Linked DNA regions of Mus musculus: regions 1, 3 and 4 are each linked to region 2. A link is a contact called in public promoter capture Hi-C data. All regions are on one chromosome and are shown on one strand. Each heading gives the region's core, a stretch centred on a gene start, on an enhancer-like site or on the middle of the called end of the contact. The rest is flanking DNA. Distances are from core to core; before and after follow the strand shown. Region 1 holds the start of Lamp2 (lysosomal-associated membrane protein 2). Region 2 holds the start of Gria3 (glutamate receptor, ionotropic, AMPA3 (alpha 3)). Region 3 holds the start of Mcts1 (malignant T cell amplified sequence 1). Region 4 holds the start of C1galt1c1 (C1GALT1-specific chaperone 1).

Region 1 (7,635 bases), core at 2,210-4,709, 2.9 Mb after region 2:
TACATCACCAAAGTCAAGGCCTTGTGGTACAAGCACATGTTCCCAGGCATTTGGGGTGCTGTGGCAGAAACTGTAAATTTCAAGCCTGCAAGAGCTACAAAGGGAATTCAAGGGCAACCGGGGCAACCCTGTAAGACTCAGTTTCAAAGTAAAAATACAAAAGCAAGCCGGGCGGTGGTGACACACGCCTTTAATCCCAGTATTTGGGAGGCCATCCTGGTCTACAGAGTGAGTTCCAGGACAGCCAGGGAAACAGAGAAATCCTGTCTCAAAAAACCAACCTCCCCCCCAACAAAAGCAGAAGGGACTAGGACTATTGCCTAGTGATAAGGTGCTTGCCCAGTAGACACAGTACATCACATCCAACCTCCAACACAAAATAAATGATCCTCCATACGCACACAGGTGTATCTTTAAGCTGTTTATTCTGTTCCGTGGACTGGACCGTCCTTGGAACAATACTGTTATGAAAACGTTTTTAAATGAAAGAAATGAAAGAACATGCTCCTTTTTGATGATCTTTTGATGTGTCAGCAAGGCTAATTAACCAACCTAAAACAAGCCTAGTTACTGTGATGGTATTGTTCAATTGTTCTTGAAGTTCGTTAATCTGTTGACTTTAAGGAACAGGAGTTATGCCAGGTGAACTGTGGTCAGAGTGCGACTAGTTCAAAGGTATTTAGAAAAGAACTGCAGCTCCCTGAAGAAGAAAGACAGTGAGTGGGTGGGCCAAATCCAACTCATTGGCATTTTTGAGAACGGAAGCTCCTGTGAGAATCTGATGGCAGAAGGGGCTCCAGCAGTCTAGTTGAGCGTCGCAATGGTCCGAATCTACTTTGCTTTTGTCTCCCTGGCAAGTACTTACCTGAGACTCTTTTCCAAATGCCCAAACCAGTAAGGCAAAGCAAGTTGTTGGTTAAAATGCCATGTTAAAGAACATGCTGGTGTGGCAGGAATGGTAGGATGTGCTTGGAGTACTAGCTAGTCAGGGCTCTCCGGCAGGGGGATTTCTTGGACCTATCTAACATTTCAAAAAGCCAGTCTGGACAATGGAGTGAGACCAGGTCTCAAATAAATAAGAAAAGAGAGGAAAAAAAAAAAGAAAATGTGGTGTTCTGAGGTACAACTTTCATACTAACCACATGAGTCTGATGAGTGTGGCTTAAAAATGTATTTGTTAAGCCTTTTTCTTATGCTAGCCTTGGATTTCTGATAGTCCTGCTTCAGACTCCTTAGTGCTGGGATTATAATCATGTGCTACCATGCTTGACGAGAAGATTAATTAATTTATTTTAAAAATAAATTGTGGTAAAGCTATAGAAATTCAGTTTACAGAGCTATTTAAACACTGGGGTCCTGGGAGGGAGGTAGAGGCAGCTCAAGACCATCCCCAGTGGCCCTGGCTGTCCTGGAACTCACTCTGTAGACCAGGCTAGCCTCAAACTCACTCTGTAGACCAGGCTAGACTCAAACTCACTCTGTAGACCAGGCTAGCCTCAAACTCAAAAATCCCTCACAGAGATCCTCCTGCATCTGACTCTCTAGTGCTGGGATTAAAGTTGTTTACCACCAGGCCCCGTCAATATTGTCTTTTTTTTTTAAATCATAAATAACATTTGTGATTTATACACACTAATAGACTTCAGTGTGACCTTTTTCATACATTCGTAGGGCACACTTTGATTATATTCACTATATTCACAGGGTCTCTCTTTACATGATTCATTGTCCTAATACCGGGGAAAGGGTTTATCAGTGATCTTCCAGTCAGGCTGGATTGTGCACACACTTAATCCCAGCACTGGAGATGGAGGCCGGGGGATCTCTGTGAGTTCTAGGCCAGCCTGGTCTATATGAGATCCAGGCCGGCCAGGGCCATGTAGGGAGACCCTGTCAAAAACAACAACAACAACAGAATGCAGATTTGTGGTTATGAATATTTGGGTTGGAGTGGGGGACTGGGGTAGAATTAACTAAATCTATAAAGTTCCACAGAAAAATCCTCACCAGTGTCTCATGGAATTTCTGAGAATTCACTAAACTGCCCCCACAAATCTCTTCTTAAGCTTATTTTTAAATAGAGCCACAGATTAAAGATCTCCCAAACTGCATGACTTTGAAGCTATGTTTTAGAGCTTCTCTTTGTCTTTTTATTTGTTTGTTTGTTTTGAAACAGGGTTTCTCTGTGCAAACAGAACCTGGCTGTCCTGAAACTTGCTCTGTAGAACAGGCTGACCTCAAACTCACAGAGATCTGCCTACCTCTGCCTCTGGAGTGCTGGGATTAAAGGCATGCGCCACCACGGCTTTTAGTACTTTTCTAAGTGCAGTTCATGGGCCTCAGCATCAGAATCACCCCAGGTGTTTGTTTAGTAAAGGAATAAGACAGGATGGGAGGAGAAACCCTGCAATCCAAGCTACTAGGCATGCCGAGGCAGAGGAATCATATGTTCAAGTGCCACCTGAACTACAGCTATACTTTAAGTGTAAGGTCAAACTATTAGGCAACTTAGTGAGGATTAAACCTCAAACAAACAGTAAGCTTGTAGGAAAAAGGGCATTTGTTTCAGAGTCTCTAAGGCATCATCAGGTAAAATAAACAAAACAAAAACTACTTCCAAAATCCCTGAGAAGAGTGTGTGTGTGTGTGTGTGTGTGTGTGTGAGTGTGTGTGTTTTGGGAAGCAACATTTGAAGGTCATTGCTTTATTCCAACTCTGGAGTTTTACGTTAATGTTGTTTTCCTCTGTTGTTTTGAGACATGTTTGTTTACTGTTCACTTGGCAAGCGTACAGAATACGGGTTAGTATGAACTCATTAGAGAACATTAACTGTATTTGTATTCCAGATAGAAAAATATCTGGGAGTTTATGTATTTTGTAAAGAGTGTCTCTGGGTAGTAATGGGAGTGATCTTGATTTCCTTCTATTCTTATTTCTCTCTCTTTTTTTCTTCCTCTATTTAAAAATATGCTTCCTCTTTCTGACTTCAATTTCCCCATCAAGGAAAGAGAGTGTTATAACTTTGAACTTCAAGAGCATGGTCTGATCTGGTCGTTAATGACTCCATACCCCCTAGCTTCCCTATCCACCTATAGTATAAACTGTGTAGGTGGTCTCTATACTTGAATAATCGTGTATTATTTTTTACATATATTTTCATATATAAATTTACATACATATATATCTTGAGAGGCCTAGCAGCCGTTTTGTTGCCAGAAAAAATGATGCTGTTTGTTCTCAAGGACCTAGAATAGAAATAACCCACTGTCTACAAGCATCAAAGTTCCTCCTTTCCTGCTAGCCTTAAAAAAATGCCCTCCTCGCACAACTCTTTCTAGTTTAATAATGGCTGTGAACCAAAAAGCCAGGGCGTGGCCACGCCGCCCTCCTGCCCGGACATCACCGCCTCCCTCTCAGTTTCTAAGCATGCTGATTGGCTGAAAGGAATAAAGAACCCCGCCCCTGGTCTTATGACTCCAGCTGAAGCGGCGAGTCCAGGCTTTTGCGGTGCCTGGGTGCCTCGGTCGGTGGTCTCTCGTGCTTTCGCTTCCGCAGGGCTGCGAGGGGATTCGTTGGAATTGTCGGTCCGGTGGTCGCCTGGCCTGAGGGATCACGATGTGCCTCTCTCCGGTTAAAGGCGCAAAGCTCATCCTGATCTTTCTGTTCCTAGGTGAGTTTTCGGGCCCTCTGGTGTCTTTGAGCCGGGCCCGGGGGATCGGGGAGTTTCAAAGGCCACAACCTGAAAGACTGGTCTTTGAGAAGGCTTTGAGAGACCGAACAGCTGACACTGGGCGGCGGCGGCCCGAGGCGGCGGCGGAGGGGGGACGCGGGGGGGCCGGGAGGGGGGGACACACGACCTGGAGGAAGGCCTGGCCGTGGGATGGCCCGCCAGGAGGGCCTCTGAGAGTAACAGCGGGGCAAGTAAGGGGACGAGGGAGGACGACGTCAAGGGATTAGGCAAGAGGAGCGCAGAGTTCTAGACCTCTGGGCTAGAGAGAGCAACTTGGAAAAAGAGTCGGGGAGCAGACACCGGGGAGGCTTGGTTTCCTGGATCAGGGGAGAGTTTTAAAGATGGTGAAAAAAAAGTGTAGAGCGAGAAATGAATTTGGAACGGAAGGCGCTGTACCCTCGTGAAATTATTGGGGAGGGGGAGGGCATAGGGGGGTAGGTAGATAGGACAGTAGGGCCCAAGGGACAGAGACACCGTTTTGGGAGCTTTGTAGGTAGGACTTGAGGCTGGGAGAAGCAGTGATTGAAGAGCTAAGGAATGGCCTTGGAGTTTTGAGAGTGAAGGGATACACACACACGTACATACATATACATATAGTGACTGGGGCTGGAGTAACTTCCGGAAAGAAAAGTTATATCCAACCTCTGGAGACTAAAGGGATGAGTTGATAACTTTGGTGGGGGGTGAGTATCTGACTTAAAGGTGGTGAGGATCTCGGTTTTTTTGTTTCGTTTTGTTTTTTTTTTTTTTTTTGTTATTGTTGTTGGTTTGCTTGATTTTTGTTGCTTTGTTTGTTTTTCTCGAATAACTTTCGCTACTTCCTCCCAGCCAGACACCGGACAGAAATACCCCTAGATGCTAAAGCCGGGGAGCTTCCAAGATGGTAATTGTGTATCTGAGCTTTGTATATTCAATCCATTTTCTTCACAACCGCTTGGATTTTTTTTTTTTTCTGCTTCTTTTTTTTCCTCACTACAGGTCAGCTTAGTCGTGGTTTTAAAGTGGTGGGAAGAGTTGCTGGGTTAATAATGTTGGTTGTTTGTGATCTGTCCCAATAGACTTGAGAGTCCATAACAGCCTAGGCTTGAACTTTGATCCCAGTGTCCTCCTGACCTGATTTACTCTGCTCCTTGTTACCTTGTGCCTTCTGCTGTTTGTGCTTTAATAAAGAGATAGAAGAAAAAGACCCACCAGAATGGGCTGGAGATAGGCCTATTGAGGGGGCTTTGAGAAAGCAAAAGAATTGCATTTGTAATTCACATGTTGGTGGGATAGAATCAACTGGTACAGTGTGTTCTTACACAGTGGGCATTTGGCAATATCTTCTTAGAGGCATTAATTTTTTTCCATAATAGCTTTTGAGGTTTTTTTTTTTTTGAGATTGTATTTCAATTATATTTCCCCCTCCCTTCTCCACCTCTAAATCTTCCCATATACTTCTCCCTTCCCTTATTCAAACCCATGCCTTCTGTTTTTTTGTTATTAGATGCTTATAAGTATTTGTATAGATATATGTAGTCCAGAGGAATTTTTGTGTGTCCCACTGGGCAGCTTCGAGTGGATAGAGGCCAGGGATCCTGCTAACCTGCTTGCAAGGACAGGAACAGCCCCTCTCAAGAAAGAGTTCTCTCTTTCAACATCAGCAGTGCCAAATGTGAGAGCACAGCATCCAGTGGGCTCCTCCCGTGACTCCCAAGACGCTTACTAGGGAGCCTTTGGAATGAAAACCTTCCCCAACCATATTAAGGTCTTTCTTCTTTTCCTCCTAGACTTTTGCTTATACACAGTAGAGTTTTCTAGATGTTGTATACATAATATGTGCTGATATGATTCTATTGTCCTCGCCATTTCTTAATTTATCAACTTTCATTTCTAATACTAGTAAATGCCAGCAGATATAATTCACCTAAGCCGAGACTCTGTGACGTCTTCCATAGACCAGAACGTTCTGACTCTAATATATTTGCAGGCCCTTGATCTAGCTGACCATACTGTGTAAGAAACTCCTCTAACACTTCTGAAGTTGGGTCACGAGGCTTGGCACGCACACCTAATTCTTAGCCTTACCTGTGAGGCACTTACTGGCTGACCCCCAAAGAGAGGCTTGTTTGCAGTGGAAAACACCTTATCAGTGATGAGAGAACATCTGACAAAGGCCTATTAACCAGTAATTCCCTGCCAATTGAATCTGCACAAACATAATGCTGTTATTGTTCAGAGAAAGTGAGAAAAGTACATTACCTATGTGCTGGCTTTTGTGCCATTAATTTTTTTTTAATGAAGTCTTTTCTTTTGCATTTAAAAAAGCAGTACACGCTCATTGCAGAAAGTAAACAGATAAGGCTTAGTGCATAGAAGAACAGCTCAAACCTAGTGGCTTGTAGTTAACTAGATCCATCCTTGTAGATGTTTCCTGAGCTGATTCCATCCACAACTTCAGCAAGGGAGTTACAGGAGCAATAATGTAGGATGCAGGGTTGGGTTTTTTTTTCATATTTTTTGATTTATCTATATTTTATTTATGTATTTTTCTCTGCCTGTATGTCTGTGTATTACATGTGTCCCTGGTACCAGTGGCAGTTTGAGGGGGGCAATCATATCCCCCTGGAACTGGAGTTTGCACAGACACTCGTGAGTTGCCATGTGGGTGCTGGGAATCAACTGGGTTCTCTGGAAGAGTGATGGATGAGCCCCCTCCAGCCCCCACGATCTAGTTTTTAGGTCTGCACAGCTCTTCTTTCAGGCATATCCTGGTTTGCTGTCAGGCTGAGGAAGATTCTGCGGATCTTAAGAATTGTTTTTGGATTTTACGTTTTACTTTTTTTTTGGTTTTTCGAGACAGGGTTTCTCTGTATAGCCCTGGCTGTCCTGGAACGCACTTTGTAGACTAGGTTAGCCTCAGAAATCAGAAATCCGCCTGCCTCTGCCTCCTGAGTGCTGGGATTAAAGGCGTGTGCCATCACGCCCGGCACATGTTTTACATTTTCATGTCAAAATGGACACCCAAGAATAGGATTTTGAAAACTGTAGGCATAACTGTGTCTTGGTACTTAAGTGGGTACCAGTCCTGAATGTGTACTCTGCTTGGTGTACTGGTTCAGCTTGCAAACTTCATAATTCTATTCCATCTCTAGCAGTGGCCTCTTAAAAATAACTATTTAAGTGGAGCAGTGGTTTTGCACGCGTTTAATCCCAGCACTTGGGAGGTAGAGGCAGGCAGATCTGTGAGTTTGAGGCCAGCCTGGTCTACATATTGAGTTCCTGGACAGCCAGGGCTCTTTAGCAGAGAAACCTCATCTTAAAAAAAAAAAAAAAAAAACAAAAATCTACTTTAAGGTTAGGGCTATCTCTCAGTTGTAGAGAGCACTTACACAGAGTGGGTGAAGCCCTAGGTTTAATCTCCAGCCATTTCTGTAAAAAAGGAAGACCAAAAACCTTGCTTTAAAGTAAGTATAGGAGATACTCTTAAACTTTAAATTGTTTTCCACAGACATTTATTTTTTAATTTTTTAAAATTATTTTTCTTTTTTTTTTTTTTTAAGGCAGGGTTTCTCTGTGTAGTCCTGGCTGTCCTAGAACTCACTGTATAGATCAGTCTCTCTGCCTCCTGAGTGCAGGGATTAAAGGGGCGGACCACTACAAAAGGCTCACAAAAAACTTCTGTTGGCTTTCATTTGAATGAATTACAAACAATGAAAGACAACCATTTTTGGGGAAAAGGCCTATGAGTTAGAGACATGAAAAGGGCAACAGATGAAAGTCCTTGCCTAACATCATTGCTTAATTTTGTTTCCATCGTTTCCTCTGTGCTCATCGATTTTTATAACTAGCCTAACCTAACTTCTGTTTTTTTTATTTTTCCTCAGAGTTTTTCAGTGAAATAGCCCTGGCTGTTCTGAAACTCA
Region 2 (6,614 bases), core at 2,070-4,569:
AAGCTTTGGAAATCAATCATTCCTGAGAAACCAAATGACCCTCTTAGCCCAGAGTTCATCAGTGGAAAGACAGGGAAGGGAGATGAAATATGTATTATCCCTTGTTAATGATAATGCACCCCGTTGGTTTCATGTATTTGGTTTTAAATCTGTTCTAATTGATATTTAGGAAACTGCCTTTCAGATTCAGCCTCTTGAGGAGATCGCAGTGCAGCAGGATTAAGAATCAGATGTGCCTTGTAAATGCTGGAGAGAGGTCGGGGATTACAAAAGGAAGACAGGAAGTATAGCCAGACATTTTGTAACTTTCACACTTTTTTTTTGTCAGTGTTGGAAAACTAAAGAATGTCAAATACAGAGTGTCTCAGAACATGTTCTTAAAAGAATCTGCACCTTCAGCTAAATTTTTCTGCAGGCGGATAACTGTTACATTTTTTGAAAAGTACTTCTTCCACTCCCCCTTCTCTTCAAGCCAAGACTTTAAATCCAATGAAATTTGCTCTTGAGGTCCTGTTTAAGGACTGTTAGGGATTGCACATTTTTGGAGATGGAAGGATTTGAAGAAAGTCATATACAAAGTTAAATTCCAACAGACATAAATACCATTTCCCAAAATGTGGTGAAACTTCAGATTTCAAAGCACACCATTCCAGAGAAACAAGACATACTTTGTGTTAAGTGGCTTCATTTGGGAGAAACTTTTAGTGAAACAAAGCTCTGATGAAGAATTCAGTGTTTCTCACAAAATGTTCTCTCAAGTTAAACACAACAAAACAAAAACCTGTGTCCAACAAGTTATTAACCATTTGAGTTCCTGTGGTTTTACTGTTAAAATTCCCCCTTTGAAAAGAGATAACCATGGGTATAAAGGTGGATTCCAGAAATGGCTTTGGGGCTGATGAAACTCCCCTTTTTAAGTATTCAGTTTTCCTGCTTCAAGCTTCTTCCCACAACCAACCTCTTGCTCTAAATTAAGAACTGTGTTGTCCTTAACAATCATGTGTGTGTGTGTGAGTGTGTGGCTGTGTGTGTGTGTGTTCGTGCACGCGTGCGCAGGCACGATAGCACAGGCAGGATTGGCTTTCCAAAAAGTCACCTGGGCACGGTCTTCCCTCTTGCTTTTAGGCTGACATGCATTTATCACTTGCAATCAGTTTGTAGTCTTATCAGTTCCTATCAGAGCACTCTGGGTAGCACAGAAAGAAAGAAGCCAGGGAATCCAGCCTGATCTATGCTTCAAGGTCACTTGTTTGCAGGGTTCTCATATTTTGTTCCTATGTGTCAGGCCATCATTAAACTCAGCCCATTCCGACCAGCAGACACAGCTTCACCACTCAAGTATTGCATGCCCCGCATTCTCTCAATCAAGGAGCTGCTGTTGCTTCTTTTTTAAAAATTCCATCTGAAATTTCCCTGAACAACCATGCTATTTTCTTTCTTTCTTTCTTTTCCCCCAACAGAAAAGGGTGCGGGGGAGAGAACACCACCAGTTTAGCAGGGAGGAAAGTGGAAGTTTTGCATCAAACATAATTCACCTCAGAGTTTTTGCCCACTGCTTTCAGCCCCGCAGCAGAATCCTTCAAGGTTGATTTATGCAACATGAACCCAGGATTGACAACTGCCTCAGTCTGCTTATTGAGGCAATCACTACCCACCCCCACCCCCAGCACACACGTTTGCAAAGCCCCATACATCACAAACAAAATGCAAATGAGGTCCCCTAAGGTCCCAAAGGGAGCCAACGCAGATCTACTTACAAGCATTAGTCACAGAAAAACTATTGGAGGAATCCAAGTGGTCTACGTGGTAGTTCAAATGGAAGGGCTTCTCAGTGGTGTTCTGGTTGGTGTTGTATAACTGCACAGCAAAGCGGAAAGCACTGTGCTCCTGTACCGTGTTTCTCATGAAAAGTCCACCTAGAAGCAAAGGCAATGGAGATTCGGCTTGTGTCCCCCCTACTTCAGCAGGAGTTAGAAAGTAACAAACAGGAGCTACCAGGCTACCTCAGTGTTTCTGGGAAGCTCAACTGAGGAATGATTTTTTTCAACCTGTGTGTCTTTCAAGACTTGGAAACTCTGCTTTCCACTGTGAAAAACCTGGGTTTTGTACACGGAGGAAACTAAAAAGACGGGAGAAAGAGGAGGCTGCTGTAGGGGAAGGATGAAGGAGCTAAAAGTGGGACTTGGTTCTTTCTTAAGCTTGAGTCTGGCCCCGAACCCTGACTCCAACCCCACCCCCACCCTTAGCCACACAGCTGGTTCATTTTCCCTCCTGGGGTACAGGGGATAGGGTGGGAAGAAAAACAATTTCGTTCCCCTTGCTGTCCCAATCATCCCCTATGACAATACAGGGGGTCAGTTCAGTAAAAGCAACAATTCTAACTTCTCTACTTGCAAATACAGGCAGAGGCGGGGAGAACTCCCTTCCGGCTACTGGAGCTGGTCTCCAGACAGACACAGCCGCAATTCATGAATGCTTGGTCTGCGTGACTTCCCTGCTTGCCCGACTCCTTGTATCACCCCCACTTCCCACCCCATCCTCCATCCACACAGCTACTTCCTTGGTCTGGGGGTTTCAAAGTGGGTTCCTTTTCTTCTAACACTGTCCTGTCTCACTGAAGCCTGAGACGCGGGACGGGGCGACCTGGGCCCAGGTTATGCGTCCTGGCGCGGCCAGACAGGCAGTATCACCCTGGGACAACTTCCAGTGGCTGCAAGCATGCCCTGGCAAAGTCCAGAATAGCGAGCTGAAAAGCCGCGACTCTTAGCCTCTTGCAGCATCCCAACCTCCAGCTTGACTCCCTTGCTCCTCGGTCAGAAAACCTGGCCGTCCACCCGCATTAGCCCCGGGAGACCCCTTCCCTCATCTTGGATGCTCCCCATACTCGTCAGTTCTTTGCAGCTCAGGTCTCCAATATCTCAGCTCAGTCCCCCATCCCTAGACACCGTCCCCAAACCATGCAGGACAGGGACTCATGTTGCGATACCCCCAGCCCCACTAGGGTAGTGGGTTTCAAATGCAGAAGAGCCTGGCCCCCTCTGGCTGGCTCTGGGGAGCTTACCTATGCTGATGGTGTTGGGGAATCCTCCGTGAGAATGACCCAAAAGCCCCAGGACTAAAAAGAAGACCGCCCGGAGCACGCTTTGCCCCATTTTCTTCTGCCTGGCTGTGCTACGCCTAAAACGAAGCTGACAAGAGCATGGGCGCAACTCGGGAGTCGTCAAAATAATAATAGAAAAAGAAAAAGAATTCGCCGGCTCTTACACCCCCTCCCCTCAACTTGCTCTCGCTCGCTCACTCTTCCTTTCCACCCCACACTAATCCTCCTCCGCCGCCGCCTCCTCCTCTTCTCTCTCTCTCTTCTCTCTTCCTCTCTCTCTCCCTCTCCTCTCTTCCTCTCTCCTCTCTTCCTCTCCCCCCTCCCAGGATCTCTCTCACACCCCCTCCACGCCCCCCCACCTCACTTCTGTCTTCACACCAATCTGGAAGGCGGGTTCATTGGCTGCAAGCTGGGTTCCCCAAAGCGATTTCTGAGAGAGAGAGAGAGAGAGAGAGAGAGAGAGAGAGAGAGAGAGAGAGAGAGAGAGAGAAAGGAAGAGAGAGAGAGAGAGAGAGAGAGAGAGAGAGAGAGAGAGAGAACAGACAGAGAGACAGGCAGAGACAGAGACCGGCACAGAGATAGAGACACAGGGAGACAGAAACAGAGAGAATTAAAACCGGAGCAAAACCAAAATCGTAAAAAAACAAAACAAAACAAAACAGGGACGAGATAAAGAAATAAGAAAGAAATTATAAAGAAAACCAAAGGGTTCCCCCGCCCTCGAAGATGGTGGATCTAAAGAGTGGGGAAGAAGAAAAGAGCTAAAAGCCTCAAAGGCTCAGCTCCGGTGAATTGGGTTCTTCCAATTGGGCCGGTAGGGGGATATTGATCAAAGTTGATCTGACGTGGAATTAAAGCCGCACACCGCTTAGCTCCACTGCAAACTGCAGCTCTGGACTGCAAAGCCTAGGCGCCGGCGTATGTCAACACCGGAGATGGGATCAACAGAAATACACCAATCCTCACGTGGACCAGACTTTCAAGCTGCAACCAGTTTCCTGTTTTTAAAAGTCTGCAGTGTCTCTACATCTGTATGTGCGTCTTAAAGATGAAGGGTCTTGAGGGGTGGTTAGTGGTTACTCTTGAGTCTTTGTGAAGAGACTCAGAAAAGCAGTTCCCATCACAATGCGCCCTAAGATGCTGCGCATGCCTGGTCTCTGCCGCTCAGCTCAGCTATTACAGCAGAGAGAGATCCGAGGGCAAGTGAACAACCCCCACCCGCATTCCCCCATCCCCGCAGCACTGGGAGGTGTGTCCCTCCCCCTACCCAAGTGCTGAGGCAGGTTTGCCAGCTGCGGGGGCTGTGACTGCTGACTGCTTTAGAGGGTATAGGAACATAGTATGTGTATGGAGGTGGGAGCTAAAAGGTTAATGAAAAGGACGCTCAGTCCTGCAGACCAAGGAGAGAAGTGTGGGAGTGAGCTGGGATGGGGGTGGGGATTGAAAGTTAAGGTTGGAGGAAAGTGCCCCTTGCTGCTTTGCTCCCTTAATGTTGACTTTAGGTGGATCAACTATTCCCTCCCCCACACTGAGTGCAGACTTCAGAGATTACCACTCTCACCCAACTCTCCTGCCTCTCTCCTAGCTAAGAGGAGAAAAGAATCTAGGAACTCCTACAGTTCACCCTAGGTCTTAGTGAGGAGTAGCCTCCTTCCCAGCAGTTTGTGTATGATCCTTTTGTCCCTACATGCCTTTCCAGAATCCTATTCCCCTCTTGGGACAAAAAGGTATCTCCTCTCCTGTCACATCTTTCTTTCCCACCTTATCTCTGTAAGACACATTTTTTTTTATCCTCTCTACATCTTCTGTTTTTCTTTTTATCTTCTTCTAGTCTGAGGGGATAAAATGAGCCTTTATGTCAGAGCAAAGCAAACTAATATACATGGGGCCAGGAATGAGGGACCAGGGCCCTGCACTCCTTACTCCAGATCTTTGCCTTTAGCAATGCCTAGACTGGAGCTGAGAATAAATGGCCTCCAAACTCTGTGGCAACCAGGAAAGTAGTCCTCAGTTCTTCCCACATTGCTGACAATTCTGACCACGCCTGATCTCTAATTCCATCATTCATGCAAATCCTGTCTCATCTTTGACAGTTCATTGTTGGAAGGAAGGATAAACTTGAGATATAGAGGAGACTCCTTCTTCCAGTAGAAGGAAGATTAGAGCAATAAGATTAGAAGAGAGAAGGCTGACTATCCCTTGACAAATGTGGAGAGTGACTCAGTATTACTGGGGATCATAGACCCAGGACATGGGTCCAGGTTCAAATCTAACTTTGATCACACATAGGTAGTATGCAACCTTGGTCAACTTCAGGAGTCTACATCCTAGTATTTTTGTCTTCAAAATGGGAACATTACTTTTTCTTCCTTTGTAAGGCTATTGTAAGAATTACATAAAATAATGGGTGTAAAAGCATCTAATTCATTAACTGACTCACAGAAGAATCAATACATATTACATTTCCAAATTCACTTCTCTTTTTCTCAACTTGCAAATTGTTCTCAAAAGCCCCACTGTTGTCACCTGCCCTTCTCTCACCATCCTTCCTCACAACCTCAGGCTCTTCTCCAACATCTTCCCTGGAGATAAAAGGGAATCTAGTAGGCCATTCTTTATTAATGTTTTAATGGCAGGCAGTGACAATTTAATACCGAAGTGCCACACTTTAGAAAACCTCTTCCTTGAGTTACTCCATGTCCATTATCTACCTATGTATCTACCTATGTATGTATGTATGTATGTATGTATGTATGTATGTATGTATCTATCTATCTATCTATCTATCTATCTATCTATCTATCTATCAGGTTTTCAGATAACATAGTTGGTGTTTTAATAGAAATTTTGAATGCTATGACCCAAAGGAATAGCACCACAGAGTAGGTTTCAGTTTTGATTTCAGGTGGATGAATAATGGATTTCATGTTGGGGAATGGTTAGTGGTTTTTAGCACACCTCACTTCACTCCTGAAATGAGTGAGGTCCCTATCTATGCTTGGCCAGCCATGAGAAAGGGTGCAAGAAGAGATTTGTGGCTGCCTCTACTGTCATTTGACTTGAAGAGTACTGTGAATAGGTCAGGAACAAAAGATGTGAGGACAGAGGAGCCTCCAGGGCCTGTGCATTGGCAAATCTATCTTCAATGCTGCCCATCTCTTGTCTTTTCATATTTCCCATTACCAGTTCCCTTTTCTTTCCCTTTTCAATGTTTAGCTTTTAGTGGCAGCTATTGGTCTAGTCTCATTTGAGTCAAGAGGGTCAGGTATAATGGTAGATGCATATTGTTATTGGTTGAAAAGCTTGTAGTACACATGTGATATATTTAGATATCAAGCTCCTGTTCAAGGGAGCCATGAGCCACTTTGGAACTTTGTGTCTCCTTTTGCAGTGTAAGGCTGGAGATTATATTAATAGCTTCCTAGCCACAAGAAAAGACTCACATCTAATTGTCTTTCTGTAGTAAACAAGTATTGCCACTAGATTCAGAATTGCATGCTTGTTTTATGATTTG
Region 3 (6,664 bases), core at 109-2,608, 2.8 Mb after region 2:
GCAAGTACTCATGCTTAAAATAATTATGAAATAAATTGTTTTTAAAATACAAATTTCCATTTGTCTTATACAATACAAAACCAACGTGTTAAAGACAGTATTAGAATAAACTCTCATACATACTGCAATTATTGGGGGCAAAGAAATTGTTATGCTAGAATCTGTTGTCAGCTAACAAAAATGCCTTTTACTGAAAATTTCTGCTCAAAGGAAAAAAAGACTCCCATCTATTTAATAAAAATCTATTTTTTAATCTAAAAGAAACCTCACACATTAAAATACAAAAGACTAACCGAAGCATAACAAAAGAATGAGAGCCCCAGCAGGCTATGTAGTCTGTTGTTTTTTGTTTTTTTTTTTTTTAAAGAAATAGTGAGATAATTTTAAAATCCCTGTCCAGATTTGCTCAAATTTTCATGCACAAAACCCACCTTCCTTTGCCCATGTTCCCCTTTTTTCCTTTTGCGTCTATCAGATCTGGAAGATAAACCCACTGGATAGGTTTCCAAGGAAATTGGTCTTCCTTACACAGACTAGCACATAGGGCTACCACGTTGTTCTCAAGACAAGGTTAATCTAGCAGCTTAGCAATAGGCTTGACAGGCCAGCCGCTTGCTTCCTGTCACCCAGACTCCCTCACTGCCATGACCCAGGAAGTCAAGCCTTCCTTTTTTCAGTTCATAACTAATAAACATATAGCAGAGTGCAGGGCTCTCCTCTCAGCTGAGGATGTGCCCCTAAATCACAGTGCAAGGATGTGATTGGTAGAATACTAGGAATGGAGATAGCACTGCTGGAAAGGCAGAACAGGGCTAAGGAAAAAGGAAATGGGAGCGGGAGAGCCAAGCCCCGACTGAAGATTAAGGATGGAAAGCTTAAAGAAGTGGTCCAAGTCCGAAGTGAGCATAGTACTATACTTTACAAAACCTTAGGAAGTCAGGATGGCAGGGGCGGGGGAGAGAGAAAGAGGACCTTTGCTCTCTCCCTCTTCCCCACCCCCACCCCCACCGCCTTTCTAAGCAGCCAATGGAGGCCACAGCGTGTCCTTACTTCTTGAACATGATCCAAGGTGAAAGGGGCGACGATAGGGAAGGGCCCGGAATGGGAAGGAAATTGAATTAGGAAGGGTCCAGCACGAGGAAGGCCTGCACTGACAGTCGGAGCTGCTGTCGTTAATCCGGAAGGCGAAAACACTATCCGCTTTACGGCCCTTAGCGAAATCTGACTACTTCCGCTCCTCTCGACTCCACGTTGACGCTTTTGTCGGCTCCTTTTCAGTAACAGCTTAGTCTCCATTGGGGGTAGCCGAAAGGGCGGGACTTCAGAAGGAAGAAGTGATCAAGCAATTCTTTCTGGTTGCTGGAAGAATAGAGTGGGGGAGGGAATCAATCAAAGCAGAAATTGTGGCAGTCAGTTACGGGTTCCTCAAAGGGTCAAGATTCTTAGGTCTTTGTTGCCACCTACCACTATGCTAAATAGTTTGTAAGGATAATAGGTTTTGCTTCCTATCTGAAGCAACAGAGTGAATTGATGCCTATCAAGCTGCTTGAGCCTAGGCGAGCCTCATAGCTTCATGTTAAATTAATGTCAAAGTTGTCAGGTTCAGCAAATAAAATTACAAGATACCTAGTCAAATTTGAATTTCAAATAAGGTGAACACCTTTTGGTGCAAGTATACTTCATCTACGTTTTGACCTTGCTTATGCTAAGAACTACTTGTTTTTCTGAATTTAATTGAACAACCTTTTTTTTAATCTGGTAGCTATAATCATTGGACAGTGAAGTGCTGTCATAGAATTATCAAATAAGTCATCAGGTTGCTGTCCCCTGCTTCACTCTGATAGTTAAAAACTGAACTATAAATCAGGAATGTAACAGGACATCTTGGCACAAGCTTTTAATACCAACCAGTACAGGGATGGGAGTTGGGGTGGGGGTGGGGGCAGGACAGGCTGATGATCTCTGAGTTCAAAGCCAGCCTGGTCTACAGAACTAGTTCCGGAACAACTAGAACTACACAGAGAGCCTGTCTTGAAAAAGAAGCAAAACAAATAAAATTGATTTCTTGAACACAAACAAAAATGTAATTTCCTCCCAGGCATGATAACTCATGCCCTAATCACAAACCTTGAAGGGTTGGAGAAGACTTGAGACCCTATCTCTAAAAGAAAACAAATGAAAAAAGGAAAATAAGGTAATTCCCTTAAAGAATAAAAAGACTGCTGCTCCAGTAATAGTAGTCACAAGTGAAATGAAAAGATAAAGAAATACATTTTGGTTGTATGGTAGGGGGTTGTTGTTTGTTTTGTTTTGTTTGTTTTTCTCTGAGACAGAGTTTCACTATATATGCTAGCTGACCTGGAACTCCTTATGGTGATCAGACTGGCCTCAAATTCAGACGCCTGCCTGCTTCTGCCTCACTCGTACTGGGATTAAAAGCATGTGCCACCACATTAAGCTTTGAATACTTTCTAAAACATTTTTCTTAAAGATTTATTTATGTATTTTATGTATATGAGTTCACTCTAGCTGTACAGATGGTTGTGAGCCATCATGTGGTTGCTGAGAATTGAACTCAAACCTCTGCTCACCCAGGCCCTGCTCACTCCGGCCCAAAGATTTATTTATTATTATGTGTAAGTACACTGTCGCTGTCTTCAGACACACCAGAAGAGGACATCGATTCCATTACAGATGGTTGTGAGCCACCATGTGGTTGCTGGGATTTGAACTCAGGACCTTCAGAAGAGCAGTCAGTGCTCTTAACCACTGAGACATCTCTCCAGCCCTAAATTTTTTTTTAAGAAAACAAAATTATGCTTCTTGAGGGTTTTCAATCAGAAAGGTAAAAAACGAAATCATGATGGCAAAGGGATTAAAGACTACTCAATATGTGAGACACAGAAATACTAGATCTATAAGACAAATACCACAGTCTCTCTAGGGGCAAATATTCTAGTCCTCAATGGGGATATGAACCTTTAAAATATTCCAGACAAACCTACTATGCATTTATATTGTTCAACTGTTTGTGAATAATTAGTGGTTACCATGCCTACCTTGTCTTGATTCTATGGTATCAACAATCTTCATTTAATAATTTAATATTTTCCAATCAAATCTGCATGACCGATTATGTTTGTCTTTATAAATTAACAATTTGGTATTCCTGTTTACCCATCAGTCTTTTGTGAACATCTTTAGCATGTATCTGTATTACTAATATCAATCAACACTGAAGCATTTGGAATATTGCATTTATAAACATGCAAAACTGAAGCTGGGTCGGCCATGGTAGCCCCTAGGTATAATCCTAGCAGGAGCAAAGCATGGAAGTCGAGGCAGGAAGGAGGAGAGGTCAGCGGCACCTTGGCTACAAAATGGAACTGTCTCAGGAAAAAGAAAGTCCACAACTTCTTGCCAAGTAGTACTCCTCTCCTAGCAATTCTCATGCTGCTCTAAGAGCCTGCATTTCATAACAAGTACATTATAAACAACCATTACTAAGGAGGTTAGTGTTAGTGAAAATAGATAATTCGCTACAAGTTACACAGATGCTCTCTGATTTAAGATGGGATTACCAAGCCATAAACCCATTCTATAAACTGAAAATATCATTAAATTGAAAGCATGTTGGGGCTGGAGACATGGCTCCGCAGTTAAGAGCACCCGCTGCCCTTCCAGAGGTCCTGAGTTCAATTCCCAGCAACCACATGGTCGCTCACAACCATCTGTAATGGGATCTGATGCCCTCTTCTGGGGTGTCTGATGACAGCTACAGTGCATTCACATAAAAATAAACAAATATGGTCTACAGAGTGAGTTCCAGGACAGCCAGGGCTCTACAGAGAAACCCTGTCTCAAAAATAAATAAATAAATAAATAAGCCAAATAAATCTTTTTAAAAAAAGAAAAGAAAGAAAGCATCTTTAAATACATCTACCCTAAAAAGCAGCATAACTTAGCAATGTGGAACATTATTGAGAGAGAACTGGTTGTTTCCCTTCATCATCACTGACTGATGGAAAGACACGGGCTTTACTGTCATTCCCCAGCCTAGCAAAACAATATACCACATGTCACCAAACCAGGAGAAGATAAAAATTCGTTTCTACTGAATGCATATTATTTTTGCATCCACCATCAAACCATCAGGGTAATCTGTATCTGGCAACATTGTATGTAATTAGTATGTTCTACAAGCAAATCAAAGTTAATTTCTTGGACAAAAAAATAGTAACAAATTAGCCAGATGTGGTAACACATACCTTTAATTCTAGCACTTGGGAGAGAGGCAGGCAGATACCTGAGTTTGAGGCCAGCCTTGTCTACAAAGCAAGTTCCAAGGCAGCCAGGGCTACACAAAGAAGCTCCGTCTTGAAAAAAAAAATAATTTCTTAAACTTTTTGTTTGAAAATCTACACTGGATCTGGAGAGATGTTTCCCCAGTTAAGATGACTGGCTGCTTTTCCAAAAGGACCTGGGTTTCATTCACAGAACCCACATAGCAGCTCACAATCATCTTTTTTTTTCTCAGTTCATATAATTTATTGCAGTTAGCACACAGTTTAAAAATTCACCAACACGTCAGTAGTACAAAACTAAACAACATTATAAGTTATTTCCCCCTCAGGAAATAAAACATACTATGATTGTCAAAGCTAGATGTCAGTCGAAGATTTAGAACAAAGGAAGAATGTGAAACTAAGTAAAAGAAAAAGCAATCACAATGACCGTTAAAAAAAAAAAAAATCCAGGGGCTGATGAGATGGCTCTGTGGGTAAGAGCACCTGACTGCTCTTTTGAAGGTCCGAAGTTCAAATCCCAGCAACCACATGGTGGTTTACAACCACCCATAGTGAGATCTGACTGTCTCTTCTGGAGTGTCTGAAGACAGCTACAATGTACTTACATATAATAAATAAATAAATAAATAAATAAATAAATCTTTTTTAAAAATCCAAAAAAGTCCGTTCTTCCACAGACATTGTCTCCTCTAAATTAATAAAGATTATTTTAACATAAACTGTATTTGTAAAAAAAAAAAAAAAAAACCTAGAAACTCTTCAAGTAACTAAAGATAATGCTCCAAGGCCATTTTCACAGCTTTGTTTGTTTGCTTGTTTGCTTGCTTTAAATGCCATTACAGCCAAATTAACATACATTTGACCAAATATTTCCAAAACAGTCCAGCAACACACAATGGGGTTTTCCATTCAGTATCTTAAACACAAAAATAGGCTATGTTTACAGTAGTTAAGGCGATCAAATTTTAAACAAAAGCAATTAAAAAAGAAAAAGGGAAAAACAACCACCGGTTCCCATGCTACTCCCATAGACCTTATTTGTAAGTGCAAGACAGGAAAACAAACAGTGTGCAAAACGCTTCTGCCCCGCGCTGGCCATCAGAACCACACGTCGGGCAGCAGCCTCTGCTGCCCATACACAGTCTACTAACCCCCCTCCCCATGTCAATCAAGGCGGTTCAGTCCTTTCAGCCTGGGGCTTTTTCAGTCCATAGAATCTTTTCATGAGTTAGGGGGTAGGGTGAAGGAAAGGAAATAGGGAAGAAAAAGAAAAGGGAAGTAAAAAGGAGGGAGAGAGAGAATGACCTATGACCTATTGTCAATTTGTGCAGTAGTTATTCTAAAAACACTCGGCTGGGTACGTGTGTACACCTAAACTCTGAGCTGGCATGGGTTCTGTGCAATTACAAGTGCTCACAATCATCTTAACTCCAGTCCTGGGGGCTCCAATGCCCTGATCTGGCCTCCATGAGCACCAGGTATGCATGCAGGCAAAGTACTCATACATATAAGAAATATATGTATAATTATATAAAATAATATATAATTTGATATTAAATATATAAAATAATAACTTAAAACTACTAATTTTACTTATTTAAAAGTGTTATACCAAAAATCCATATTACTAGAAATAATAACTTTTCTTTCCTTATGAAGTCAATCTCTTGCTAGAGCTGGTAATAGTCAGTGCCCAGTTGATGGCATTTTTGCTTTGCTTTGGACTTGTATTTTGGGGACTTTATGTATGTGCCTGGTACTGGTTTTGGGAATGGAATCCAAGACATTGTGCATGCTAGGCAAAGCACTCCACCATGGAGCTACACTCTCGTTCCTCTTTTCCTAGTTTTTTTTTTTTTTTTTTTTTTTAATTTTGAGCTAGAGTCTCACTAAATTGCTCAGGCTAGCCTTGAACTTTCTCTCAACTTCCAGAGTATCTGGGTTTCTAAGCCTATGGTATCAGACTGGGAGTAGTAGTTGTTGCTTGATTGCTTATAGTTTTGTTTTTTTTAATTCTTTTGTGTTGTTGTTGTTGTTGTTGTTGTTGTTGTTGTTTTGAGGCAGATCCTTACTCTATAGTCTGACCTGAAATTTCATTAAGCTCAGGCTGACCCCAAACATAACAGTCTTGCTCAGTCTTTGAAGTAACCAGGCACCAACCACCACACATACACTGGTATAGCACATACCTAGTATGTGTCATGCTGTCTCTCTCCCTCTCTCTTTCCCTCACACTCACCCCTCTCTCTTTTCTGCTCTCTTTCCCTCTTTCTCACTGTCTCTCTCTGTGTCTCTGTCTCTCTCTTTCTCTGTCTCTCTCTTTCTCTGTCTCTGTCTACCCCCCCCCCCCCACACAC
Region 4 (6,970 bases), core at 3,838-6,337, 2.8 Mb after region 2:
AAATAGAGTTCAGGGGTATGCGTGGTGACCCAAACCTGTACTCTCAGTGCTTGGGAGGTGGAGGTAGGGAGATCAGGAATTCAAGGCAAGCCTCAACTTCAAGAATCCTAAGCCATCCTGGGCTACATGAAATTCGGTCTCAAAGATAAAAGAATGATGGGGGGTTGTGGCTCCATGGTCTTATAAGCATGATGAGTGTGTTTTACAAGCATATGAGTGGGATGCCCAGAACTCCGTCTAAAAATGTCAAGGCTGGGCTGAATGGCAGTTCCCTCTAAAGTGAAGTATGCCCTCCAGGAGGGAGGGAGAGGCTCAGGCGACTACATAGGTAAACAAAAGGTCTTGCCTGGGAGAACAGAAACTAGGAAGCTTCTCCCACCACCCCCAGCAGTAGAAAAACCAGTGAACAACCGTCTGGAGAGAAAACTCGGAACAGCTGAAATGCAGCAAAGAAAGATTTCTCCATTGTGTGTGTGTGTGTGTGTGTGTGTGTGTGTGTGTGTGTGTGCGCGCGCGCGCGCGTGCGCGCATGTTGCATCTCTCCAGTAAAAGTCTGTCACACAACAGCATGGCTTTATGAGCTTGCATTCCCAGAACTACAGAGGTGAAGCTAGAAGGATCCTTGGGGCTCACTGGCCAGCTATTTTTTTTTTAAATTGGTGACATCCAGGCAAATGAGAACCCTCATCTCAAGAGAGAGAGGATAGCATTCCTGAGAATGGCACCCAAAGTTGACCCCAGGCCTCCACAAGCATGTACAAACCCCTCTGTACACACATACAAACACACATAGACACACACACACACAGAGGGAGGGGGAGAGAGACAGAGAGAAACAGAAAAAGCAAGAAACAAAACCCTACAACAACAACAACAACAACAACAACAACAAAACAGTGCTCAGACAGACACCACTCATGCTTGTAATCCCAGAACTTGGAAGGCAAAAATAGTATCTCTGTAAATTCAAAACAATACAGGCTGGGCTGGTGAAATGGCTTAGTGGTTAAGAGCACTGACTGCTCTTCCAAAGGTCCTGAGTTCAAACCCCAGCAACCACATGGTGGCTCACAACCATCTCAAATGCCCTATCTCTGCTTCCCAACTGTTGGGATTAAAGGTTTGCCCCACCAGGCCAGCCCCTAATTATGAGTATTTTTAAAACATACATAGAAACATAGAGAGTAGTATGAAGTTCATAGTATCCATGAGTCATCTGCAGTAATTACATTCTGCCAATCTAATCACTGCTATTTCTCCTATTTCTCTTGGCAGAACTAGGCTGAACCCAGGGCCTTGCACACATTAGTTACCCAGGCCCACAGCATGAATGGCACCTGCATTTAGAGGCATACCTTGCCCTCTTAATCTTCTCTGGAAATGCTAGTGCTCTCTCTCTCTCTCCCTCTCTCCCTCTCTCTCTCTCTCTCTCTCTCTCACACACACACACACACACACACACACACACACACACACACACACACACTGTTGGCATAAGGACATCCCAAACTTATGATATCTCATAGGCGACAGCAAGACATGTGACCTGAAGACCAGTTGCCAAGGCAACAGGCACCATATTCCCACCATTCACTTGGCTCACCTCCCACCTTTACCATACTCTTTCTCTGCTGTCGCCTTCTCTCTCTCTCTCTCTCTCTCTCTCTCTCTCTCTCTCTCTCTCCCAATAAAACCTCTTTCATGTGGAACTGTCTTGGCCTAGTGTGCTGTTGAGACGCAGCCTGCCATTCTAACACATCACACCACACACACGCACACACACACGCACACACACACACACACACACACTTTACTAATCACCTAGAGGCTTCTAGGTCCCATCAAGTTTAATCATCACAGACACTTGAAAGTTTTAAAGCAAAGCTATATATGTGCACTGGATCTTATACAAACAAAATGAGAAAAGCAAGGCTTGGGCCTGATCCCACCAGTACTGCATGCTGAACTATTGGCACCATGAAGCCAGTGATGCTGTCCAGACACAATATGAAACAAGCAATTTTGTTCCTTAGAAATAAGAACCAAGGGCTGGGTGGGCAGTGGTGGCACTGGCTTTAATCCCAGCAATTGGGAGGCAGAGGCAGAGGCAGGTGGATTTCTGAGTTTGAGGCCAGCCTGGTCTACAGAGTGAGTTCCAGGATAGCCAGGGCTACACAGAGAAACCCTGTCTTGAAAAACCAAAAAGGGGGCTGGAGAGATGTCTCAGTGGTTAAGAGCACTGATTGTTCTTCCAGAGGTCCTGAGTTCAAGTCCCAGCAACCACATGGTAGCTCACAATGATCTGTAATGAGATCTGGAGCCCTCTTCTGGTGTGTCTAAATACAGCAACAATGTACTCACATATATTAAATAAATCTTTAAAAAAGAAAAAAAGGAAAAGAAAACTAATTCTCTTTTTCCAAGTTGACTTCGAACTCACGAAATCCTCCTGCCTCTGCCTCCTGACTGCTAGGATTAAAGGCATGTACCACTATTGGCAGGCTGAAAACTAATCCTTAAAAATGGGAAAAGAAAGAGAGAGAGAGAAAGAGAGAGAGAAAGCAAAAAAGAAAAACAAAATTCTTCCAGCAAAAAAGAAAAACAAAATTCTTCCGGCAAAGAAATTATCCAGGATAGTGCGTTGAAAGATTATAAAATGAGGATTTCTTCTTCAGAGGAAACTTCAATACTGCTTGAGAGTCTTGGTTTCAGGGTTGTTTTGTAAACCTTTGTGTCTGTTCATTTTCAGCACTTGCCGGTTGCATCTCACCTATACGACCTGGCTAAGGGATGAGCAGTAGACAAAGTGCTCTTGATCTGTCTTCAACTTCCCACTGGTGTGGAAATTCCACTCGTTTCAATCTACAAAGGAAACTTCAGTTGTTTCAATCTTTATAAGGCTGCACCATGTGTTGATTTTCATTGCTAACATAAGTATTTAATTATACATAATCACACAGAGAGGAAAAAAAGAATCAACACTCACTCCCTGTCAAATAGTGTGCTACCAGCAAAGAGAGAGGGCAGTGCTGGCCGTAGAAGGCTATAAAACGAGGAACTTTTCCTAGCCGTCTCTGGGAATGAGTCCAGTTTAGGAAATCTATGAGAAAGCATTGGAAATGAATAGATGAAAATTGAATTCACTGGCCGGGCTTCATTCAACACAAATGTAAATAGAGATTTGGCAAAAATAACCCAGTACCTAATTCAAATGAGAAAACTTTCACTGTAATGGAGGACAGCTGATCCTTTGAGTAAGAGGGCAAAAAAAAAAAAAAGGAAAAAAAAAGGAAAAAGGAAGAAGAGAAGAGAGGGGAGAGGCACTGATATTCACAGTGCCACTGAGAAGGGATTACTGGAGAGACTGAAACAAAGTAGTCCAACAGTGTTCCCATTCATGACTTTCACAAGTCTCTGGAGAAACAGAAGGCAGATGCTGAGGGAAAAGATGAGGAAGATGTGGGCCAAAGAGTTTGTGGAAGAATATGAGGTGGTGTTTGGTTTTTTTGTTTGTTTGTTTGTTTGTGATATGGATAAATTGGATGCCAGCCGTGAAGAGGAAAAAGGAAAGGCACTTAATGCATAGCACAAAGACAAAGCCCTCTTCAAAGGCCTGCTGCAGAAAAACCAGGCCCGTGTAGAATATGTGCAGGACACAGACAGAACCACTCCATTTGTCTTTGCCTTGTAAACAGCACTGAACACTGGGAATGTGTTTAGCTCAAACACAAACATGCCACCCCCCAAAAAAAGAAAAGCAAGGTTTGTCAGGAATATGACACCCCGATTAAGATACTACTGCCAGAATAGTAATTTCTTGCAATCTAGATGTCATTACAAGACTTCCTGAACTTTCCATTGTACTTAAGGCATTGCCAGTCACCACTCAAATGTATGAGTTTCCAGGAATTCAGGCCCAAGTCACTTCTCGGTGTTCCCCGAACCAAATCTAGTGACAGAACCTTTTGAATAGCTATAAGGCTGGCCTTTAACTGCTAGTCCTTCTACCTTGGCCTCCCTAGTGTTGGCATTACAAGTGTGACCGAATAGCACCAGCTACAAAAGAGCACTTCAAGAGACTAGGTATGCCGGCTAGTGGTGGTGCATGCCTTTAACCCCAGCACTTTGGAGGCAGAGGCAGGTGGATTTCCGAGTTTGAGGCCAGCCTGGTCTACAGAATAATAATTTCTGTTAATAATAATAATAATAATGTGAGTTCCAGGACAGCCAGGGCTATACAGAGAAATCCTGTCTCGAAAAAACAAAAAACAAAACAAACAAAAAAAATGAGACTAGGTATTTATTGGGGGGTTCTGTAGTCCTACTTTGACCTGGAGTCTACACTCAACTCTGCATTTGACTTATTGGCTAGCCCTTTGAAAGCACCCCTTATCCTGTACTGGGCTTGGTTCTCCATCTGTATTTCTAACACTCATTAACTCCTCAAATATTTGCTTATTGCATCCTGGCACTATCTGCTAGCAATACAGGGTGGAATACACAGAACCAACATTTACTGAATGCTTACTTTACACTTCACCTTTTGCTAGGGGAGTTATGTACACTAACTGATAACCTGTGAGATATTTTCCAAACACAACAAAGGAAGGAACAGAGGCAGCGTGAAAATGAAGTCACTTCTCCAGGATAGCAAAGCACTTGGCTGAAGGATCACTTCTAGGCTATGTGGCTTCGAAACCTACCACCCGTGTAACCACAGCCAATTCTTGCTCCCCAAAGCGATGACAATTTCAATGACTTGCATTTTGGTTCCAGGCCAGGAATACTGGGAGGAATTACCTTCTTGTCACCACAAGGGTACCAACACATTAGAGTAGGTTAGAGGAATGATCTAGAAATCTACATCAGGTAAGCAGCAGCTCTCTTCCGCACTCCGGCAGTTTCCACGCCCGTAGGCAGACCGAGGAAGGGAGCGTGGGCGGGCCTTAAAACACGCACGCCCCTCGGGGCATCCCATTGGGTACAGCTGAGCATGTCGGGGCGGGCCCTTTCCGAGTCTCACGGAGCCCGCCCCCCACGCCGTTCCCAGCTCTCGCCCCGCCCCACCCCGCCCCGCCCCGCCCCCACCCTCGTCAGCTTCCTCTGTTGCTCCGTCATTAATGACACCAACGAGAGGATACCGCCTGCGTCTAGAGCAGCCTGGTTCCGAGCGTAACAGAGTGGGCCTTGGACCTCTCACGTCCAAGCCTCGTGAGGCAGCGCTTTCCTGCCCTGGAGCCGTTCTAGATGCGGTGAGTGCCAAAACCTCGGCCCCCACTTCAAGCACAACCCAGAGCTACTGCTTCCCTCCCTCCCCTGGGAAGGCCAGGGCCCTAGCCTGGGCCCTAGCCCGTTCCCAGCATGCTCCACTAGGGATGCCTTGGCAGGTGCGGCGGGAGGACCCAGCGGGAGTGGGGAAAGCAGCCTTCCGAGAGCTTCTCCCTTGGCCCTTCAGTGGGACACTGATATCCATCCTGGTACCCAGTCTCCATTTTGATCTCCATCCACTTTCTCCTTCTAAAAACAGAAAAAGAAAGAAAGTTTGTCGCAAAAACATACTTTCTGCTTTCTCTTGTGTGTGCGTTTTAAGTTCCCTCCTCTGTACAAAAATATCCCATCGTGCGGATTGTTGGTGTTACTTTTTTTTTTTTAATTCCTCAGCGGAGAAAAAAAAATGTTAGGATAATTTGTACAAATAATTTTGTGTAGAATTAGTAGACGTTTTGAGTTTTAATAGTATTTTTGCCGTTAGGAGGAAAAATTCTGGAAATTTTTGACACAAAATCATATGAAGGTACTTGTCTGGATTGTTGAGTATTGGCCAGAAATAATGATCATGTGATAAGAACTGCAATTATAACAAGTAATATAAAGGTGAACTTTACAATGCTGTTTTGAGGCATAGCTTTTCTGTTCTTTCTCCTTTCCTATGGGAAGTGTTTATTGACCAAGTTCTCTGGATTACAGAGGGAAACTACCATCTTGCCTTCCCCCACCCACTTCCCCACACACTCTTAGAAACTGCACCTGTCCTTCAAACAGCTGTCTTTGTGGTAAAAGTCAAAGTTCATTTCTTTTATAAGAAAACAATAGGAGCCAGAAGTGTTGCCACACACAAGTAATACCAGCACATGGACAAATGAAACGAGAGGATCACAAGTTCAAGATCAGCTGGAGATACATAGTGAAACCCTATCTCACATCTTAGAAAAGGGGACAGGAAGGGGGGAGACAGGGTCAGTGTAGTATCCTTGTAGCATTATGGGAAAATTTGGTGCAAGCATCAATTATGTTTACTAGATCCACATGTCGCGTTTATAGGTCACTTCTACCACTGATAGCCTTTGTGACTTTAGATCAGCTATTTAACCTTTATGGTTCTCCATTTCCCCATTTAAAAGAAGTCTTTGTGTGACACTAGAGGGGGTCCCAGCGTTGAGTATTAAGGTCAGATGGGGCAGACATTTGGTAGCCTGCTCTATCACTCTCCCCTTTATTCTTCCTGAACCAGGAAATATGTTGAAGGCCAGCAGGCCCCAATGAGCTCCTGCCTCCAACCCCACAGTGCTGGGGTTAGACATGGCTTCCTGCCTTGCCCAGCTTTTTATATGGGCACTGGGTATGGAACTCAGGTCCTCAGGAAACTCAGGTCCACCGAATCATCTTTCCAGCCCCATTTTTTTTAAATTGACACATAACTGGACATATTCTTTAAATGAGAGAAATGACCTCAGGTAACAGCTTCTAAGGTCCTTTTCAACCGTAAGAGACACCGTGGAAGTAGAAGGAGTCCAGTGAAACTTTGAAGAGTTGCAGAAGAGACTGGGGAACATTCAGTCTTGACGAGCAACAATGTAAACCATAATATTGTCAGCTGTTTTGTTTACATTGGCTCTCCTTCCACTTTCTAATTGAAATTAAAATACAGAAGGTTCCCCTCTCCTCCTTTTTATTTATTTTTTAACTTTCT

Evidence for each region. Promoter capture Hi-C pulls out the DNA fragments that hold promoters and counts their contacts.
Region 1: a contact with region 2 is called in a promoter capture Hi-C map of embryonic stem cells, with 10 times the contacts expected there. The contact joins the promoter of Lamp2 here to the promoter of Gria3 in region 2. A contact is called at or near these places in 1 of 39 promoter capture datasets (embryonic stem cells) and 1 of 9 other capture datasets (pancreatic islet).
Region 3: a contact with region 2 is called in a promoter capture Hi-C map of hippocampal neurons, with 11 times the contacts expected there. The contact joins the promoter of Mcts1 here to the promoter of Gria3 in region 2. A contact is called at or near these places in 5 of 39 promoter capture datasets (cranial neural crest, frontonasal cranial neural crest, hippocampal neurons and 2 more).
Region 4: a contact with region 2 is called in a promoter capture Hi-C map of hippocampal neurons, with 10 times the contacts expected there. The contact joins the promoter of C1galt1c1 here to the promoter of Gria3 in region 2. A contact is called at or near these places in 4 of 39 promoter capture datasets (cranial neural crest, hippocampal neurons, maxillary cranial neural crest and 1 more).

What each region holds. Positions count from the first base shown.
Region 1 is chrX:38,452,284-38,459,918 of GRCm38.p6, reverse strand. It overlaps Lamp2 (lysosomal-associated membrane protein 2), which reads left to right and starts at 3,459. Exons shown (of 9, transcript NM_001017959.2): 1 at 3,459-3,670. The coding sequence starts at 3,616. LOC115489130 (a long non-coding RNA gene) reads left to right here and starts at 3,677. Exons shown (of 2, transcript XR_003953097.1): 1 at 3,677-4,613.
Region 2 is chrX:41,398,103-41,404,716 of GRCm38.p6, reverse strand. It overlaps Gria3 (glutamate receptor, ionotropic, AMPA3 (alpha 3)), which reads right to left and starts at 3,319. Exons shown (of 16, transcript NM_016886.5): 1 at 3,062-3,319; 2 at 1,758-1,916. The coding sequence starts at 3,152.
Region 3 is chrX:38,595,165-38,601,828 of GRCm38.p6, reverse strand. It overlaps Mcts1 (malignant T cell amplified sequence 1), which reads right to left and starts at 1,358. Exons shown (of 6, transcript NM_026902.4): 1 at 1,051-1,358. The coding sequence starts at 1,061.
Region 4 is chrX:38,633,260-38,640,229 of GRCm38.p6, reverse strand. It overlaps C1galt1c1 (C1GALT1-specific chaperone 1), which reads left to right and starts at 5,087. Exons shown (of 2, transcript NM_021550.3): 1 at 5,087-5,252. Gm52440 (a long non-coding RNA gene) reads right to left here and starts at 4,942. Exons shown (of 2, transcript XR_003953098.1): 1 at 4,801-4,942; 2 at 1,833-2,862. It also overlaps the pseudogene Gm18436.